Linked DNA regions of Hordeum vulgare: region 1 is linked to region 2. A link is a contact called in public Hi-C data. All regions are on one chromosome and are shown on one strand. Each heading gives the region's core, a stretch centred on a gene start, on an enhancer-like site or on the middle of the called end of the contact. The rest is flanking DNA. Distances are from core to core; before and after follow the strand shown.

Region 1 (3,748 bases), core at 310-2,809, 610 kb before region 2:
GTTTGATCACTGAATGATTACGAAACAACTTTTGAATTCACAAAACAATGGTTTGAACAAATCAATAACTCAAATGACATATAGGATAACATGTGATGTGAGTGTAAAGCTGGAATTTCAAGTTTCAAGCAAAAGACGCATACTCTTTCCCGTTTGTTAAGGTCAGCCTCCTTCGACTGCAGTTCCTTCTCCTTTTGCTTTAAGTCCTACATTTGAAAATAACATACGCACCGCATAAGCAACCAACAACACGCTGTGAAAGAATTCCATAATAAAATTTGAAATCAACAGTATCTTAATAAAGAATACTGTGACCATTCATCATTGGCCAATGGTGAATTGCATTCTGCATTCTGCCTAGCATTTCAATTCATTGGGCAAAGCACATCTTGCTAAGTAAGTACAGAATTGACAAGCTCAATTGAAGCACAGGCACCTTCGATGAACCAAGAGGTATGTCCACGGTAGCAGCACGGTCATTATAGAATCCAGCAGGCTCGTGAGGAAGAGGTGGCATCCGAGAATTAGAAGCAGGGGGTACACCTCCTCCCTGCAGAACATCATACATTCGGAAAATCATTAACCAAACAACAGTTAAAAGAAAAAACAACCAGTTTATATAGAAGCTTATGCACAATCAGATATCCTTGTCAACGATAGTTGGCACAGCAATCCGAACTGCTGGTATAGATAACGACTCTTGTATTGTATGGAACACATTCAGCGGCAGCAGATCCACAGGCACACGCCAAACCGCGGCTACCACTGATCACACTGAACGCCAGTACTAAAACAATCTTCAGCCAGTAAAAAGGTACGAGGTATTTTTTCCATTCTGTCGTATGCCCGCATATAATTTGGAAGAGCAAATCGCCCGCCTCCAAAGCTCTACACATCTCGTAAACCGCATCGTCGTGATTAGACAAAAATTATCCGAGTTCAAGTGCCGATTTCGTGTCTAAGCACCATTTCTGCCTTGAAAAAAACCCCAAAACAAATACAGAAGAAAGCAGCACCCGCCGCCCCTCTCGCTCGCGATCGGCCAACAAAGCAGGGCACGCGTATAAACGGGTCCATCCATCGATCCCCCTCTATTCCTAAAGGCGGTGAGTCAACCAGATCCACCGGAGCACCCAGAACGGCGAAACGAGGGGTTATAGGCAGAAACCCGCAAGAAGCAACTCCAACAGCGATCCGGACCAAATTCGACACCTACGCGAGCCAGGGAGCAGTAGACAGGGCGAACCGCGGCGCGGGCGGAGGCGCGGCGAGGCGGCTAGAAGGTAGTAGAAACCGAGTAGGCGACTCACCGCGAAGGGGTTGACGTCGTCCTCGTCGAAGGGGTTGCGGTCGTACCTCCCCGCCATGGCCTCCTCCCTCCCTGGTCCTCCTCCTCCTCCTCCGGAAGCGGTGGCGGCGGTTGCGGCTGTGGTCGCGGCGGTTTCTCCGGCGAGGGAAAAGTCCAACGCGGCGGTGGCGAGCGAGCGAGCGAGCGACCAACTGCTTTGGACTTCCGCTTTCCTGAGACGGTGTTATTTACGTGACGCGGTGGGTTTGGAATGTGGATTTGTTGAGTCGGGTTTAATTTTATACTTCCGCCCTGCTGCCGCCGTGCAAATCTGACTGCGGGCGGTTCTGCGCGTTCTGGCCTCGTGGCCGACAGGTGGGCCCTGGCTGGGCAGGCAGGACTGGTAGAAGGAAATGGAAGAGGAAGACGGATTTGTTCTGACATGGCGCATTCAGGGACAAAAGGGAGCATTAGATGGGGTCTAACCCAACATTGCTACTGCAGCCTAACCTGGAAACGCCATCAACAAAGGACAAAAATGTTATGCAACAGTGGAAGATTGTTTTAAGTGATTATCTTTTACGCGGCACACTAGATTTCTGTGATTAGTTTTTACACAAAGCTGTTGATATTCAACAACTTATTGCACTTTTTAGGGGGGAATACTAATTACACAAAATCCCATTTTTTACAGCTGAGTTGAAGGAAGGAGGGGGGAAATAGCAGCCAGCTGGTCATAGACTGCACGAGATTGTTTCCTTAGCAGCCAAGTATGAGTTCACATTTTCTAGGACAATGTTCAAACGAGCAGTCCTAGGCAACCAGCTGGTGGGGACATGCTAAACAAAGGAATGGTCAAACGGCCGTACCGTACCAACCTCTGGAGGAGAGATGGTTGTCTTCAAAACTTGAACCACACCACACGGCCGATGGTGGAGCGAGCCAACGCCACATGAAGAGAAGACCAGACATGAGACACAAGACTAAACTAGCAGGCGGTTTTACCATTCATTCATTCATTCATTTCCACTACCTCCCTCGTCCGTCCGGTCCGGGGCTGTCCACGCAGTAAAATGGGGGCTAATTACAGACTGATGAACAGCCAAAGCTCTCTCGCTCGCTCAAATGTACAAACACGGGACAAGAATTACACACCACCACGACGAACAACAGGCTACCCCGCCACCATATGGCGCTTCCATTTTCCTGTGGCAAAAAGAATGGTATCTACTCTGACGGCGTCAACTTGGGCTTCAGAAGACCACCAGGTCTTGCAAGGACATGTTCAGCTCTTGAGCAAGTTGCGCCGACTGGCCGCTCCGCCTGCGCCAGCCAACAAGAACAACAGAAGAAGAAAGTTGTAGGTCGTTAGACGCGCTTGTTGCTCGTCATGGTGTAACGATTCGCTAGTTGCGGTGGTACGTAAAAGGAGTAGAAGAACATGCATGAAAACAACTAGCATAGTGATGGAGGGGGAGAAAGGGATTATTACATCATCAACGGTTGTAGAGCTCGCACAATCTTCTGCAAATGGTTAAAACACCGGGTGCAACGCTGCAACCTGCATGGCATCACACAAATTGGTTACTGTCCTGGTTATATATCTATAAAGAATATAAAGGCCCCATCTAGGGTAATATGCTACTGGTGGCTGCAGTTCATTGATTTAGGGCAACAGTTTCGGTAAAACATATGTTCGGGGTCAACTTCCCACCTCGCACCGAGTTCATTGGCAGGCTTGTAGCAACGCAAGTTTTTGCACCATCTCTCTTAGCAATACCAGCACCCTTCCCAGAGTTTAAGTTGGAGAGCATACCTCTGTTCGGCTTGAAGATCTACTCCAACTGGTGAACTAGCTGACAATGTTGAATGAATGACCGGTCCAAAAATCTTTATAAGATCCAATAACATCTCCAAAGCAACAATAGTGTGCCTGCAAATTTGAGGCAACGTAATTAGAAGAGACGATACTTACTGCCAAACTAATCATTTTCCTACACTAGGATGCCAGTATAAGCATTCATTCACATATTGCAGGATAATTATATGGGTCTGAAAAACATAAGATGATCTTCTGTTCCAATAGTACAGATTTGCAAGGTATGCATTGGCATCCTCTTGGGCATGCATGGGTACATGTGCATCCGTGTTGCTATCAGGTATGATACCTTTCAGTCTTGCTGTTCAGTAACCCGGCAAGAACAGGCAGAAGGCTTGAGAAAATATCTAGGTTGAAAAGACCAAGTTTTCCCTTGAGAGTACTAACAACATCGGCTTGAACCTGTTCGAATTCAACAATTATTAGCTAAAAACAATGTGCAGAACATCATGTGCAACCATCATACATCTGAGGAAAAACTTACAGCGATATCAGGCAACTTTGCGACCGCAGCAATTGCTCCTTTGATGCCATTTAGGTTAAAGACATGCCGCATCATCTGAACACATTAGGGTTAAAAC
Region 2 (4,279 bases), core at 461-2,960:
GCAAGCAATCTCCAGTGCCACGACGCCGAAGCTGTACACGTCCGATTCCCGGCTTGCCTTGCCTGTCGTCAGGCACTCTGGCGCCAAGTAGCCTAACGTGCCAGCCAGGACGGTGGTGTAGGGCTGGCTGCCATGCTCAACTAGCTTGGCAAGGCCAAAGTCGCCGAGCTTGGCACTGAAGGTGGCATCCAGCATCACATTGCTCGGCTTGATGTCGCGGTGCACGATGCACTGAAGGCACTCCTCGTGGAGGTAGAGCAATGCCGACGCGAGGCCCAGTGCAATGTCATACCGTGTCGGCCAGGTGAGGTGCACGCCTTTGCCGTAGAGGTGCTGGTCGACGCTGCCATTGGGCATGAGCTCATAGACGAGCAAGAAGTCACCACGGTGTTCATGGCACCACCCGACAAGCCGGACCAAATGCCGGTGGCGCAGCTGGCTGATGATGCGTACCTCGGCTGCGTACTCCTTGCGCCCCTGCGTCGACCCCTTGGAGACCCTCTTGATGGCCACCTCCTGACGGAGCTCCTTCAAGAACCCCCGGTAAACAGCACCGAACCCGCCCTGCCCGAGCTTCCTCTGCTCGGAGAAATTGTTGGTTGCCGCCACCAATTCAGCATAACGGAACCGTCTTGGCCCGCTCTGCACGATGAACTCGTCAGTTAGCTCGTCGTACCCCATTGCATCGTCGATGTCGACATAGGGCACACATTCCCCTGTCTTCCTCCATTCCTTGACGAACCAAACAACCCCTGCACCGACCAGCACAACAAGGAATCCGCACAATCCCAATATCACCCACAGCATCACCGTCTGCTCTTTGCTGTCGACGCTGGAGGTGAAATCCCAGTACAGGACCTTGTGCAGCTCGGCGGCCTCGCCAGTGGCGGCGGAGAAGCCAACGGCCACGGAGTCAGGCAGGTGTTCCCTCAAATCGACGGCGTACCACAGAAGGACGTCCGTGGGGGGAGCGTCGCCGTAGGAGAGGGCCACGGTGAGGTTCTTGGCCTCAGCGTCGTACGCGACGCGCGCGTGCGCCGTGCGGCCGTCCTTCATGCTGGTCGGCCAGTCGGCGGTGGCCACGGAGGCGATGCCCCCGAGGTCGATGCCGACGTGGTCGTCGCTGGGATCCCAATCGTTCCTGTAGGTGTCGAATTCGACGGCGACGAGGGAGCGACCCCCGTTGCGGGCGGAGGAGTTGAAGAGCCCGAGAAGGCCGCCAGCGGATCTGTTGGGGAGGACTGAGGGGAACGGGGAGAGGAAGAAGGCGAGGCCGTCGCCGGAGGCGGCGGAGGGTTCGGGGGCGGAGATGGAGAAGGAGAAGGCGGAGGCGAACGAGGCGGGGCGGCGGGAGACAGGGTCAAAGAGTGGGATGGGGCGGGAGAAGAAGGCCCGGCCGGCGCTGCTGGTGAGGGGCCCGACGCGCTCGTCGCGGGTGAGGCGGATGAACTTGTTGAAGAAGGCGTCGCCCTGGAAGGAGATGCCCGATGGGGCCGAGTCCGAGACGGCGGTGAAGTTGTAGGTGAAGGAGAATCCCGCAGCTGCCGGCGGCAGGAGGAGGGCGGCGGAGAGGAGGAGGAGGGAGGGGACGGCGACGGAGATCCCCATGGAGTGGGTTGGGTGAGCCTTTGCCCTTGGTGGAGGTCTGGAGGACAGGGAGTGTGCGTGGGGTGGGGCCAAGGTTGACAAACCAATGAACAAGGCACGAGCTGGATTATAAATCCTACTACTACAGAATGGCCGTGCCTTCTTTAATTTCTTGTTCTGATCATACAGTAGTATACGTCTCTATTGTTGTATAAAAATCGATAAATATTTGGTCCCTGTCAATAACATCATCTTGACCTTTGGTATTATGATATATACTATAATTATTTGTATGCATTTCATTTGAATATGTATAACTCGATGGGTTTTTAGTTCATTTCATCATAATTACATTAGTTACTTCGTCAATTGAGAAATGATGAAGGTGTTGAAGAAGAAGAAAAAAGACTTGGTTAAGCCATCGACATGGAATATAATATATGAACATCAATTATCATTTTTTTTTGCAAAACACAATGACTATATCTTTGTCATCAGTAGCATCAGTAGTTAATGTTCTAGGACAACTCATGACTCAACCTTCACCTTTTCAGTAACCGCATTGGTATGAATGCATCATTTAGACAACATAACAACACTTCACATGGTAATTGAAGATCAAAAGATTCATGTGAAATAAAACATAGCATTGCTGCATACCTTATCCTCAAGAACAACAACATGTGAAGGTATTGCTGTGTGTGTCAAAACTGACAGATCTCGGGTAGGGGGTTCCGAACTGTGGACCTTGGATCAATGGATTGCAGGAGAAGTAGGAAGACAATATTTACCCAGGTTCGGGCTCTCTTGAAGAGGTAAAACCCTACGTCCTGCTTGATTATATTTATGTGGACGATAATTACAGAGTTGATCTACCTCGAGATCGTATAAGCTAAACCCTAGATGAGATAACTCCCCCCACATGGATGAGGACCCCTGGATTTATACATCCACTAGGGGATCTAGGGTTACATACAACCGACCTCTATCTCAGGACGGATGGACCGACCTAGTTTACTTTACTTGGACACAACGTCGGTCTTTGGTGCTTTCTTCCTTGAATACGAGATGAACACACAATTCGACCTTTAGTTAGTACGGCCCATTAAGTTGGCCTCTACAAAGCGAGCCGACTACGCGAGGACCCCTTAGTCCCGGACTCCCTTAGTAGCCCCCGAACTGGCCTTCAACGCCGATGTGCAGGGTCTTCTAATGCTCGCGCCCAGAGTGTTCGGCTTGCAAGGAGAGTTCCCTTATTTCCTCCGATCATGGAATGATGATTTAGTCCCTGCACGACTCATGGTTATCGAAGCATAACGGGACCCACAACCTTCAATTCTGCACAAAGATTAATAATAATTCTCAATTTTCACGTGCTTTAATGAAGGCAAGTACTTTTATCTATCCTTGATGGAACCGCTCCCTATAACCAAAGGAGGTAACACCCTTTATAAACAAATTGAAATCCGTTCCAGGGCTCCATCGCCCTCCGAGTGTCAACAAAAAACCCTAGGCTTCCTGCACTCTAGAGTCATGGCAGGTTCCTCCTCACGCCCCCTTGGCCCACTTCCGGGAGACTGGGCCAGTTGCTTTGTTTCCCTTCTTTGTTTGCACGAACTCGAAACTCAAGGATAACTCCCCCTGTCGGACCTCGCGCCCACTCGCGCCGAACTGGCCTCTGCCAATGGCGAAGCCTTTGCAGAAAACTTTCCTTCCTCTCAAAGGGGAGGAAGGGCCTGCTTTGTTTCTTTCTTACTGCGAGGGGTGGGCTTCCCCGTTCACCCCTTCTTGAGGGGTTTGTTGAAGTTCTATGGGCTGCAGCTCCACAATCTCACCCCCGCTCCATCCTTCACATCTCAGGCTTTGTGGCCTTGTGCGAGATGTTCCTGGGTTGCGAGCCACACTTCGATCTATGGATGAAGTATTTCTGTATCGTTCCCCGAACTAGAGGAACGACAATTCGGGAAGTGGGTGGAGCCGAAGTATGGCCTATAGGGGGTCCCTAACTATGGACCTTGGATCGATGGATTGTAGGAGAAGAAGGGGAGACAATATTTACCCAGGTTAGGGCCCTCTTGAGGAGGTAAAACCCTACGCCCTGCTTCATTATTTTGATGTGGATGATAATTACAGAGTTGATCTACCTCGAGATCGTATAAGCTAAACCCTAGATGAGATAACTCCCTCACATGGACGAAGACCCCCGGGTTTATATAACCACTAGGGTATCTAGGGTTACATACAACCGACCTCCAGCTCAGGGCGGATGGACCGACCTGGTCTACTTTACTTGGACATCACGCCGGTCTTCCGTGCTTTCCTCCTTGAATACGAGATGACCACATAGTCCGACGTTCAATTAGTATGGCCCATTAAGCCGGCCTCGACAAAGCAAGCAGACTACCCGAGGACCCCTTAATCCCATACTCCCTCAACCACATTACACGAACGGTGCTTCTTCAGGTGAACCAAAATACATCGATAGTCTCGTTTTTTTCCGCACTCGACAAATTTATGTAGTGATTCCTGTTGTATTTATCAAAATCAAAAGGAAAGTTAATTATAAAATAAATACACGAGGAAGCAATACACAACATACACACACTCTCTCTCTATCTTTCCCTCTCCCTCTCTCCCTCTCCCTCTCCTTCTCCCCCTCTCTCATCATAGCAGCAACAATACCGTACAATAA

Evidence for each region. A called contact is a pair of places that touch in the nucleus more often than the background predicts.
Region 1: a contact with region 2 is called in a Hi-C map of leaf, with 5 times the contacts expected there. The contact joins the promoter of LOC123444567 here to the promoter of LOC123444564 in region 2. A contact is called at or near these places in 3 of 6 Hi-C or Micro-C datasets (leaf and seedling) and 1 of 1 datasets of contacts at active chromatin or transcription factors (embryo).

The regions. Positions count from the first base shown.
Region 1 is chr3H:510,341,676-510,345,423 of MorexV3_pseudomolecules_assembly, reverse strand. LOC123444567 (secretory carrier-associated membrane protein 2) reads right to left here and starts at 1,559. Exons shown (of 12, transcript XM_045121337.1): 1 at 1,311-1,559; 2 at 437-550; 3 at 144-206. The coding sequence starts at 1,367. It overlaps LOC123444565 (katanin p80 WD40 repeat-containing subunit B1 homolog KTN80.2-like), which reads right to left. Exons shown (of 17, transcript XM_045121335.1): 13 at 3,652-3,726; 14 at 3,457-3,569; 15 at 3,105-3,221; 16 at 2,781-2,849; 17 at 2,273-2,611. The coding sequence ends at 2,542.
Region 2 is chr3H:509,727,405-509,731,683 of MorexV3_pseudomolecules_assembly, reverse strand. It overlaps LOC123444564 (L-type lectin-domain containing receptor kinase IX.1-like), which reads right to left and starts at 1,710. Exons shown (of 1, transcript XM_045121332.1): 1 at 1-1,710. The coding sequence starts at 1,608.